Linked DNA regions of Mus musculus: region 2 is linked to region 1. Evidence: chromatin contacts called from public HiChIP or PLAC-seq data. All regions are on one chromosome and are shown on one strand. Each heading gives the region's core, a stretch centred on a gene start, on an enhancer-like site or on the middle of the called end of the contact. The rest is flanking DNA. Distances are from core to core; before and after follow the strand shown.

Region 1 (6,014 bases), core at 2,631-5,130:
GGACCCCTGCTCTTTCACTTCCACTCGCTCCAATCCCTTGTAGAGAAGCCAACACCTTCCACATCTAATGTTCTCTGCCCTTTCTGACCTCTCCAAGCTTCCCTCCCTGCCCCTTCTGACTTCATCCTTGCTTGTTCCCACGCAGGGTCTTAGCTCTTATTCAGCGGTGGCCTCTGCCAGCTCAAAGGACACCTGCTCCAACTGCAGCCAGAGGTAAGGGCCAGGTCAGTGGTTATCCTCCCATGAAACCAAGGGGAGGAAGGAAGCAAGAGATGTGCATGACACATCCATTCCAGTATCTGTCCCTCACCACTGAGCCCCATTCATGACTCTCCATTATTTCTAGACTTGAGGTTTCATGGTCTAGTGGCCCCAGTTCTTCCCAAGCCAGACTTCTCTCCACTCACCTTGACTGTGCGGATGTAATCCAGAGCATTGGGCACCAAGGATTCTAGCTCAGGGAATCTCTTTGAGTATTTATCCCGGATGAACTTGTGGATAATGTCTAAATGGGACATCAAGGACAGGTGTCTACTGAGGGGGAGGCAGACTCTGCTGCTATCCCCAATACCTACTTCCACCTCTCTAGTAACCAACCCCAAATCATTCTAATTTCCTAGCTGTCTCCAATGCTATGTGCAGGTGGGAGTTTGTTCTACAAAAGTCTACAAAATATGAACTGAAAGTGACAATTTTCAACTTCCAGATCGTGGCCTTAAGGAAACAACTATGGCCTATCTTCCCTCCACATTTGCTGGTAGGGATGCAGAGGTGGGCATCATCCTGGAGCACGTACGAGGTGGCAAAGCCTGGCTGCTCAAGGGGGTCAAAGGATGACTCGAGACCTGCCCTGCTTATTCAGACTTTTATGATGGAGGAGAGTACAATTTATGTTAGTTACTCTGTTATAGAAGATGAACCTAATCAGGGCAATATTTTTGCCCAAGAAAGGCAAACAAAAGAGGTCCAGGTTCATGCCTGTTCTTCCCTTTGGGTCATAACGAAAGAGTGAAGAGCACAGGATACTGGTGTCTCCATAGCCCTTCCCATCACTCACTCAGCTCATTTTCTATCTCCACAGTCAGGTTGTTGGCATCCACAATGACTCGGTACTCAGGAGCTGCCTCCACTGGTCCCATCACTACAAAGAAGAAGGGATATGGATGGGGGAGGAACGAAGCTGGGGACTGAGGTGGAGGCTGGATGGAATCAGAAAGGAGGGGCTGAGGGGGCTACATAAGGGCTGAAGAATTCACTGAGGCTTATATTCCTCTCCAGGAGCCTTACTCCTGCTTCTCATCTTTCTCCTGCAGTCTATCCTCTGGGTCAATCTGGTCTTGACCTCATCTTGCTCCAAAATTAAACCTTCCTATAGCTTCCCAAAGCCTTGAGGCTAGCGAGCAAGATCCTCAGACTGGCACTCAAGGTCTCCCATACAGATGGAGGTCCACGTTCCCCACACCTGCAACCTTGGTGCACACAGCACAGGAGTCCCTTCAGTGAGATCCGGTGACTCGTTGGCTCTACAGCATTATCCTTTCTGCTTTTCTGCTCCATCCTCCCAGCCGCCACCGGGCACTCAAGGCTATTTCACTCCTCCTGCCTTCACAGGTACTGCTCCATCTCCCTGGGACATTCCTTAAGTCTGTTTCTAGAAACCACACTTTATGCATAGACAATTAAATTGGTATTGAGTAATGTGGCCTCACATGTCCCTTTAGGTCATTAAAACTCTGAGGGCATTAAACAACCCCCCACCTCCACCCCAGAAGGGTGACAGTCTGCATGAATTGGGCCACCTCTGCTAGACAGGCTTTGTGTCCACTTCCCCCACTAGTTAAGACACCTGACATGAGCAGACCTGATTCATCAAACTTGACATCAGGCAGTCACGTTCTGTGACTTTCTTTGGCTTTACGGAACAAGAAGTTTCTCTGCCTGCCACTTGGAATCCCTGTAGAAGCTGGCTGGGAGACTCCCATCACTCAGTGAATTAACAGCCCTTGTTCCTTCCCCAGGGTTAGCACAAGTACTCAAATTCCAACAGGGGGCACTTCTTCCCTGACCCAATGCAGGGTTAGTCAGTCCCTTCTGTAGGGACTACAGAGTGGGCATGGTTGCTTCTGCCTCACACTCAGGAGGCTGAAAAAGGATGGTTGCTGAGAGTTCAAGGCCACTATAGGCTACCTAGTAACTTCTAGGCCAGTCTGAACTTCAGAGTGAAACCTTGTCTCCATATTTAAAAATATACGTACATACATGTGTACACACCCTGTCTGTGGATGTGGAAAAGGTCCTATAGTTCAGAGAACCCAGAGACAAGTCTTCTCACAATTAGAAAACACATCAGTTTTATAGTACAATATGCATGTTTATTTTTCTTTCTTCCTTTTTTTTAAACATAGGTGTTGTCTCACTTTCTTCTAAAAAAAATGTATGTATGCGTTTTGCCTGATGTGCATAATATATATATAATGCCCATGGAGAGCAGAAGATGTCAGATCACCAAGAACTGGAGTTACAGATAGTTATGACCCATGTGGATGCTAAGAACTAAACCCAAGACCTCTGGAAGAGCAGCAGATACTCTTAACTATCTCTCCAACTCCATGAATGTACCTATTTCTGAGACAGGGTTTTACCCAGGCTGACTCTGACCAGACTGGACTTGAACTCATTCATGTACCTGCTGCCTCAGTCTCCTAAGTGGTGAGATATAAACACATATCATGTCTGGGTACAATGCAGTATGTTTTCAGAGGGTCAGTAACTGGATTTAAAAAAAAAAAGAAGAATGAATGCTCTGAGGAAAGCTGAGGAGGGAGACACTTGGTGATAAAACCATAAGGAGCAAGAGAGTCGGGGAGTCAGAATGGGCAGAGGAAAGTGAGGGTGGGAGGCACCTTCCGACACGTTGGCTTGCTTGCTGATATACTCCTCAATCTTCATCATGATCTCAGCAAACTGATGAGGAAGGAGAGCACAGTCAGAAACTAGGCCTCTCAGAAAGAACTGCTCTCCGGCCACTCCTCCCTAGGAACGCTGACTTAAAGGGTGCCACCTCACCATCTTGCTGTCCCATAGCTTGGCAATGCTCTTGACTGAATCTCCAGAAAGATCCAGCTGGGTCTCCTCCTGTACATCCTCAATTGCTGGCTCCTCCTCCTCTTCTCCATAGCTTCCTCCTTCCTCTTCTTCTGCTGCCTCCTCGAGGTCAGCCAAGAGCTCATCAGCCAGAGACATCCCAAGGCCTATGGGAAAGGGAGAATGGGGTTCCCTAATACTGCATCTTGACCCTGTCCACTCATATCACCAGAAGGAGCACCTTCTCCCGGATCCCCTTAAGTTTCTTCTTCATCAGCTCCTGTAGCCGCACGCAGGCTCCACAGCTTGCTTAGTTCACGGAGGTTGTCTCCTGTTCCTACCCACACAGAACACAGCACATCCCTCCAGGTACCACCTGACCTGGCAACTTTTCCCCACACCTCTGGGTCTTTGAGCAACTATTCATCTTTGCCTAACCCGGCTCTTTGCTCCCTCACCCTGCCTTCAGTTCTTTCATTCCACCCGTCTGGCCCACGTGCCATATTTCAGCCTAAAGTTATGCTGTGATCCACTCACGTCTTGAATATTAGTTCTAAGGCGCTCCATACGTTTAATATTATTATTTATACTATGATTTAAGTCGCCCGCTACACTTTCTCCTCCAGTAGCTTGGCTTCCGGCCATCCCTTCTTCTCCATCACACTCACCGCTTCGATCCTCTCACAATCGTTTCCAAGAAATCTGCTTCCCCAGAGCTTCGGCTCTCTTTGATGACGTTTACTTGCCGCCGATAAATCTGTGTTTTGATTGGCCGTTTACGACATTTCCGGCAGCGTTTGGACAACAACTTTATTAGCAGCCGCCTCGCGGGACGGCGACCGGGAGTGCTGGGTTCTAGGGCTAGGGGAAGTCGTACGTCGCCGTGGATTGAGCCTGCTAAACAGAGATTCGCTTTGGCTAGTCGACACTGCGACAAGACAGGAGTAAAGAAGGTGACAACGTGGACGATCGGTGCAGGCGCTAGAGGATAAACCGAAGGCTTCAAGCCGCAATTTGGAGTCGGGTGCAAACGAAGGCAGAGTAGGAAACTTTAATTCCCAGTTTTCCTGTGTCGCAAGGCCTGATGGGAGAGGTAGTTTTGCGCAAGACTCCACCTCTCTGAGGCTTGAGGTGTCTCTTGACCAGAGAAATGGAGTTGGAACAGAGAGAGGGGTGAGTAGCTGAGCTTTGTGTAAACGGGGACTCCAAAAACAGCAACGATCGGCTGTAGTGCTCTCAGGGACGATGGGGAAGTTCGTGCAGTTGCTTTCTTTTCGAATCTCTGTGGGAGAACCGGAGGCAGTACTGGAGCATCGTAGGGGAGATTTGGAATTTGCTGTTCTTATGGATCTGAGAGCAAGGAGATTGGAGTGTGGGCTCCAAAGTCTGAGGGAGGAGGCTAGGGTCTGATTCCTCATTGTTAGGGACGAGGACTGGGGCCTGGATCCCTGGCAGTGACCAAGAAGGGCTAGGGTCTGGGCTTCTTGGTAGGAGGGAGGAGGGCTAGAGTCTGGGCTGCTGGGTGTGATGGAGGAGAGGGCTAGGATCTGGGCTCCAGGCTGGGGCCTGGACCTAAGTCCCCCTGGGAGGGACTTGGAGAGCCAGAATATAGGCTCCTAAAACTTCTTGGCCCTACAGGACCATGGCAGCCGTGGGCTTTGAAGAGTTCTCAGCGCCACCAGGCTCAGAGCTGGCTCTGCCTCCCCTGTTTGGTGGCCACATCCTAGAAAGTGAGCTAGAGACAGAAGTGGAATTTGTGTCCGGTGGTCTGGGTGATTCAGGACTCCGGGAGCGAGATGAAGAGGAAGAGGCAGCCCGGGGTCGAAGGCGTCGCCAGCGGGAACTAAATCGTAGAAAGTACCAGGCACTAGGTCGGCGCTGCCGGGAGATCGAGCAGGTAGGTAAGTGTGGATTCCCATTTGGGGGTCCTCTCGCCAGAACTGCCGCCTCGCTGCCGATGCCAACACCACCCCCTCCTCATACCGCCTCCTCCTCCTCCTCATGTCCTTCTTTTTCCCTTTCCTTTTGTACTTGAACAAGTGAACAGATCCATGTGGGTCTAAGTCTGTGCCAGGCACCCTAAGTAGTCTCTTCCAGAATATTTATATTCATTACTTTTCTTGTTGTGACCTGGGAAAAGCAACTTGGGGAAAGGCTTACATTGACTTGGAGTTTAAGGATCTGTGGCGGCAGAGAAGACACAGTGTCAGGGGCATGAGACAGTTGGTGATGTTGCATCCATAGGCAGGAAGCAGAGAGATGGAGAGATGACTACTGGCACTCAGCTTGACTTTCCCTTTTTATTCAGTTTATTCCAGCCCATGATATGGTGCTGCCCACATTTAGAGTAGATCTTCCTACCTCAATTAACCCACATGCCAAAGACATGCATAGGGTCTTGTCTCTTAGGTGATTTTTAGATCTTGTCAAGTTGAAAAATCAGTAATAACCATCACAGCATCAGATACTCTGCCTCTGGTATGTCACAGGTGACTCTCAGATTTCATTCACAGCCTCTCACCTAAGGCACCTCCAGGCTTGCCTACTCTGCCTCTTGAACCTCACTTGGGTCCTTCTTTTCTCAGATTAACTCATCGCGTGAGTCTTTAGTTCACCTCCTTAGTAAGAAGGAGGAAGGAGCTATGGGCAGAATGTAAGTAGGTCTTAGTAAGTCAGGAACACCAGAGAAGAAGTTTGGAATTTGCGCTTTGGATGAATGGGAGCTGGCAAGGGGTTTGAAACTAGTGCACAGACAGGAGGTGGAGGGGGGTGATAGGAGGGCTGGGGTGGAGGGCAGTGTCTCAGTTTCTCCTTTTCATGAGGACAAAGTTCAGGTTGGGCTCTGCACCAGTGACTTCTGTTGAGCCATGGCTGCTTCTGGCATTACTGTGTTTGCATGATGCTCACTTTTTGAAGTATTGGGTTAGGAT
Region 2 (6,014 bases), core at 1,574-4,073, 310 kb before region 1:
CTACTATGAACATAGTGGAGCATGTGTCCTTATTACAAGTTGGAACATCATCTGGGTATATGCCCAGGAGAGGTATTGCAGGACATACAGGTAGTACTATGTCCAATTTTCTGAGGAACATCAAAAATGAATTCCAGAGTGGTTGTACCAGCTTGCAATCCCACCAACAATGGAGGAGCGTTCCTCTTTCTCCACATCCTCGCCAGCATCTGCTGTCACCTGACTTTTTTATCATAGCCATTCTGACTGGTGTGAGGTGGAATCTCAGGGTTATTTTGATTTGCATTTCCCTGATGATTAAGGATGTTGAACATTTTTTTAGGTGCTTCTCAGCCATTCAGTATTCCTCAGTTGAGAATTCTTTGTTTAGCTCTGTACCCTATTTTTTAATAGGGTTATTTGATTTTCTGGAGTCCATCTTCTTGGGTTATTTGTATATATTGGATATTAGTTCCCTATCTGATTTAGGATAGGTAAAGATCCTTTCCCAATCTGTTGGTGTCCTTTTTGTCTTATTGACAGTGTCTTTTGCCTTACAGAAGCTTTGCAATTTTATGAGGTCCCATTTGTCAGTTCTCGATCTTACAGCACAAGCCATTGCTGTTCTATTCAGAAAATTTTCCCCTGTACCCATGTCTTCAAGGCTTTCTCCCACTTTCTCCTCTATATGTTTCAGTGTCTCTGGTTTTATGTGGAGTTCCTTGATCCACATAGATGTGACCTTTGTACAAGGAGATAAGTATGGATCAATTTGCATTCTTCTACATGATAACCGCCAGTTGTGCCAGCACCATTTGTTGAAAATGCTGTCATGCTGGGCATGGTAGAGCATGCCTTTAATCCTAGCACTTGGGAGGCAGAGGCAGGTGGATTTCTGTGTTTGAGGCCAGCCTGGAAAAAAAAAAGCTGTCTTTTTTCACTGGATGATTTTAGCTCCTTTGTCAAAGATCAAGTGACCATAGGTGTGTGGGTTCATTTCTGGGTCTTCAATTCTATTCCATTGATCTACCTGTCTGTTGATGTACCAGTACCAGTTTTTATCACAATTGCTCTGTAGTAAAGCTTTAGGTCAGGCATGGTGATTCCACCAGAGGTTCTTTTATCCTTGAGAAGACTTTTTGCTATCCTAGGTTTTTTGTTATTCCAGATGAATTTGCAAATTGCCCTTTCTAATTCGTTGAAGAATTGAATTGGAATTTTGATGGGGATTGCATTGAATCTGTAGATTACTTTCGGCAAGATAGCCATTTTTACTATATTGATCCTGCCAATCAATGAGCATGGGAGATCTTTCCATCTTCTGAGATACATATTGGAATAATATGAATGGTAGTGGCTACGTCAAGAATTCCACCCTTGGTTCCCTTCACTAATCTCTGTGAAGTGGGTGAAGAGAGATAGATTTTGAGGCTATGCCTATAGATCAATATACTCTTCCACTTTATATCTTATAATCTTATAATATATATTTAAAAGTTTCCATGTCACTTAGTGTGTGATCCTTACACTAACCCTCAAAGAATGGTCATTAACATCATTGTGGCCTGAAGACAGTAGGAAGATAATTACCTCTTGAGGTTAAGCACTGGTCAATGTTGTTCATGTATCTTATATAGAAAACCACGACTTTCCCTTCCTGAACATTAATACCCATGACATGGAGAAAAGATCTGCAGTGTCTCAAGAGAAACTGTCACCCAGAGACAAGAGGAACCAAGGAAGGATATGCTTTGTGGGGTTTTAGCCACAGAGACAGAAGTAGGAGTTTCTTCTCTTCACAGAAATGAGGAACTCAGAGGAATAAGGAACTTATAGTAACGAAAGTCCAGTTATCGGCCAGAAGATACTTCAGCTCCCCCATTTGAACCACCTATGGCTTGTAGAGCTCTCTTTGATCATGTTCTGGGACTGTCTTCCAGTGGTAGCAATGTTTGATCATCAATCATCTCCAGCCTTAAAGAAGCATCCTAAGATTCTCCATTCTTCCATCTTCATCTGAAGATTAACTTCAAATAGTCCCAAACTGATCTGTGTCTGTCACTGTCCCCTGGCATCAACACAGTTCAGGCTCCATGAACCATCTGTCTATACTATCAAATTACCGAACTTATGCAGCACAACATGCTCCTGTCTATCGTTATTCCATTCCACTCAACTCTCTCAATATTCTAATACTCTACTCTGCTCCCTACCATCTTCCATGCTGAATCCTTCATTCATGACTTTCTTCTCGTAGAATTACATAGAATCCATTCCATGTGTTAATAGTCAATAGAGTCTATCTCTCCCCAAGCTAACAGCACGCAAGTTGCTTCTACAAAACATGCATGCACACACACACGGGGGTGGGGGCAGAGAAAACAGACAGTGACAAAGAAAGTGAGAGGTAGTGCTTCAGTTGCTAAAATACCTGTGACTCTTATATTTGCTTTACAGGTACAATGAGGAACTAGAAAGCACCATTGTAGACTGCATATTTAGTTGGGCAGAGAAGCATTCTTGTCTAGACCCACTAAATTAGTATATATTCATTAGATCAGTTCCACACTAGGGGGCAGCTGAAACTCACATACACAACTAACTACATAGATGGGCACATAGGTTGGGTTCATATTACTACTAGAGATTTACTGATTATTATCAATTTGTTACTTATACCATCGTCCCTACATATCATTTGATTCCCTAGAACAGTAACAAGGTCAAATATTCCTTTGCCTAAAGATTACCCTTTATTTTGAGGTGAAACCACAGATCTTACTTAATGTGTAAGACTAAGATGGTACCAAAATTCTCTGTAAAAGTTTCAATTCTCAGAATTACTCATGCTCCTTGATGAGTAAGCAATCCTAACTGTGTACTGCCCTCTGTTCTGATCTTGACCATACCTGTCTTCAATACAACCTCAATCCAAAATTTACTTGTTTACCATTATGAGAGAGGCTTAACTTTCCTTTCCATATAGCTCCCTGAAGTGCAGAAACCTGAAGTTATTTTAACCATCCTTGGCACCTGTGTAAATATGTGTTTTTCAGTCCCAGGAAGGAACTACTTGGTGAACTACATCAGTCAGTCTCCAGAAAGGAATAAATAGATGTGACAATAGGACCTTGGTTAGTGATGTTTGCATGAGTAATGGAAGGAACGAACAATTCTCGAATTGGCGAGAGCTTTGGAAAAAAGGATTTGGCTCATCATGAAGTGCATTCGGGGCTCAGTGTGTGTCAGCTGCTCTGCAAACTCTGTACAGCATCACCTTCATCTTTGCCAAAGTATCTTTAAGACAAGAAAGATGACTACTTAAGGTAAGGACTCAAAATCTTTGTAAATGGACAGGCTGAAGAAATAATGGATATGCAGGAGGAAGGTCTGAGAAAGTAGAACAAACCCTAACTCATAATCACTTAGAAGTGACTGGTTGAGAAACAGGTCCTTTCTGCAGATATTTCTGGCCTTCAGACAATATAAAGAAATGAGACACTATTCATGAATCATAATGATACCTTGTTACCCTCTATGATGTCAGTGCATGTCTGATAATTGGTCCAGGCCCAAGGCAGTAATGACTGTCACCAGGAGAAAAGGTTTTCCATGCCTCAAGGAACAACCCAAGATCAGAAGAAATGTGAAGCTATTACCAATGCAACATGAGGTGGGGTTAGGACATGAGTAAGAAAGTTTGCTTATGGTTAGTCTTATTGCAGAAGGAGACAAGGTGGTTAATTTAACATTATCTGCAGGTACATTATCAGCACATTTCTTGCATTTTGCCGAGAGACCCTGAAAGTGTACCTTACATCGGGGGTCTTTGAGTCATATCAGATTAGAACAGTTTCGGATTGTGGGACTATATGGAGCTTTCTTGGCCTTCACATGCTTCAGAATAAGCCAGGGTGACTTAACAATGAATTTCTTTTCTATGAACACATTATATGCACTCTGCCCAACAACAGGTTAATTTAGAGTTTTTAGAAAAAGACACTTCACTGACAACTGCTGAGCATGTGTCATAATAAAGACATAAACCTTAGCTCTTGATGCAGCTTTCCTTTGCAGTGTCCAACCTGCATAGATTAATGCCAAGCTATGCACAGGGAATCCAAGAGAGACAGGATCTTTTCCATATTTTCCGTCAATCATTACATATACAGGAGTCCAGAGATTGGCACTGTCCACTCATTGGCCCTATTTTTCCTGTGAGCCATGGTGACTAGATGCCCATCCTGCATGCACCAAGAACAGCTCAGACATCCTGTAACATGATGAAGAAGATATGTGGAATAACATGGAAGAAGACATACATACATAATGGCACTTCTGAGAACAGTTGATAACAGAGATCCTGATCAAGAACCTAATATCAATGTGAACATAAACACCATGCTTTTACCCTGTGTTCTGCATTCTGAACATTCAAGAAGATTGATCTGCTTAAGTATACCTTAGAGATGGTAGATTTGTGTAGCTTAGATTTAGTTTATAATGATTGATTAATTAATTAGTTGTATGAATTATCTCCATGAAAACTCTTGGAAGTGTCTGGTGGTTTGAATAAAAATGGCTCCACAGGTTAATATATTTGAAGCTTGATTATCAGGAAGTGGTACTACTTAAGAGGAGTCAGGAGGTGTGGCTTTGTTGGAGCAAGTGTGTCTCTGAGAGGAGATGATATTTGAGGGTTCAAAAAACCCAATCCAGACCACATGCTTCTCCTCCTGCTACCTCTGGATATGGATATAGAAGTCTCAGCTATCATGTCTGCCTAAGTGCCACCATACTTCTAGTCATAAGGATAAAATGCTAAAACTATGAACCTGTAAGTTAACAACAATTTAATACTTCCCTTTGTAAGTACTGATGTGGTCATGGTGTCTCATCACAGTAACTGAACACTGTTTTGTTGTTACCAACAAAAGTTGGTAACAGAAATGTGACTGGTCTGATCACATGGAATTTGGAGTGTGGGATTTTGAATTAAGATAGCAGTTGAATATTTTAAGTGAGGTTGAATGAGCTATCCTCAGAAGAAAAAAGACAACAGTGGTACCTGGGAATATTAAGGATTGTAGGAGCCCATATAACGAGGTTCAATATAGAAGAATTCTAATAAGTAGCCTAGACAGTGTTCCTGTGATAGTTTGGTCAAGAATGTGGTTTCTTTCTGCCCTTGTCCTAAGAAATCTATTTGATAATAAATTGAAGACTTCTGGATGATTGACATTGGCAGATGATATTTTAAGAGAGCCTAATATTGACTGTGTGAGACGCGGTTATTAGTGTCCTCTACTATGCATATTTATAGTGAAAGGGGGATGTGGAGCAAGGAGAAATATAAAATTTACAGTTTGAGGACAAAAGGAGTACCAGGAGGTGTAATGGAGTTAAGTGTGATGCTAAAGGAGATAAAAAGTTTTAACTAAAAGGTGTATACTTAATGAAATAAAGGGTGTGGTGATTTCTAGGCAAGACCCAACGCACCCAAGATTTCAACTTGTAAAATGGACTTAAAGACAAGTTTAAGCAGTGAAGGAGATTACCCAAACCAGAAAACTGTAAGAATGTATTTGAACAGCATGGCCAAGTCAGGGTAGTTTAGGGTTAGAGTCAAGGTCACCATTCCAAAAGAGGTCAAAGGGAGTTTAATGATGAAATAGTGGAGGAAAACAAGATAAAAAAAACCAGCAGTGAATACTCCAAACTCTGCATCACAATGTCTGAATCAAAGAGCTCTTCAGATCTCCGACTCCTGTTAGCTGCATACAACACATTTCTCTCTCCTGAGATTGATCTACACCCAGACATCAACTTTCCTTGGCCAGTATCCCATGACTCTGGTATCTCCAATACTTAGGGGTTATCAAGGAAGTCCATGCTTCACCTTTACAACTTCAAGCAGTGGCCTTTCTGGGACTCTATGTAGGGACATCACTGACTCATACCTTGCCTCAACAACTTTCATAACCACAAAGCGAGTTTCCACAAACATTTTCTTTATCCCTGACTCAAAAGCCAGA

The links. HiChIP or PLAC-seq counts read pairs in DNA pulled down with a chosen protein or histone mark.
Region 2: an H3K4me3 HiChIP or PLAC-seq map of bone marrow-derived macrophages shows a contact between it and region 1, with 3 times the contacts expected there. The contact joins the enhancer-like site here to the promoter of Tfpt in region 1. A contact is called at or near these places in 5 of 39 promoter capture datasets (the C10 cell line, the HPC-7 cell line, embryonic stem cells and 2 more), 5 of 115 datasets of contacts at active chromatin or transcription factors (acute myeloid leukemia, bone marrow-derived macrophages, embryonic stem cells and 1 more) and 4 of 9 other capture datasets (embryonic stem cells, liver, macrophages and 1 more).

The regions. Positions count from the first base shown.
Region 1 is chr7:3,627,795-3,633,808 of GRCm38.p6, reverse strand. Tfpt (TCF3 (E2A) fusion partner) reads left to right here and starts at 3,880. Exons shown (of 6, transcript NM_001290381.1): 1 at 3,880-4,257; 2 at 4,723-4,981. The coding sequence starts at 4,235. It overlaps Prpf31 (pre-mRNA processing factor 31), which reads right to left and starts at 3,824. Exons shown (of 14, transcript NM_027328.4): 1 at 3,753-3,824; 2 at 3,067-3,251; 3 at 2,904-2,964; 4 at 1,058-1,141; 5 at 408-505. The coding sequence starts at 3,243. It overlaps Gm15927 (a long non-coding RNA gene), which reads left to right. Exons shown (of 6, transcript XR_003946711.1): 4 at 1-771; 5 at 1,314-1,611; 6 at 2,406-2,738.
Region 2 is chr7:3,936,865-3,942,878 of GRCm38.p6, reverse strand. No RefSeq gene overlaps it. Among named protein-coding and RNA genes, the nearest start is that of Lilra6, 24 kb to the right of the region's middle. Within about 2 kb of position 2,823, at least 47 of the 459 cell types and tissues checked have an H3K27ac peak or open chromatin away from gene starts, as enhancers often do. A contact at or near this core is called in the HPC-7 cell line, acute myeloid leukemia and bone marrow-derived macrophages, where this site is marked.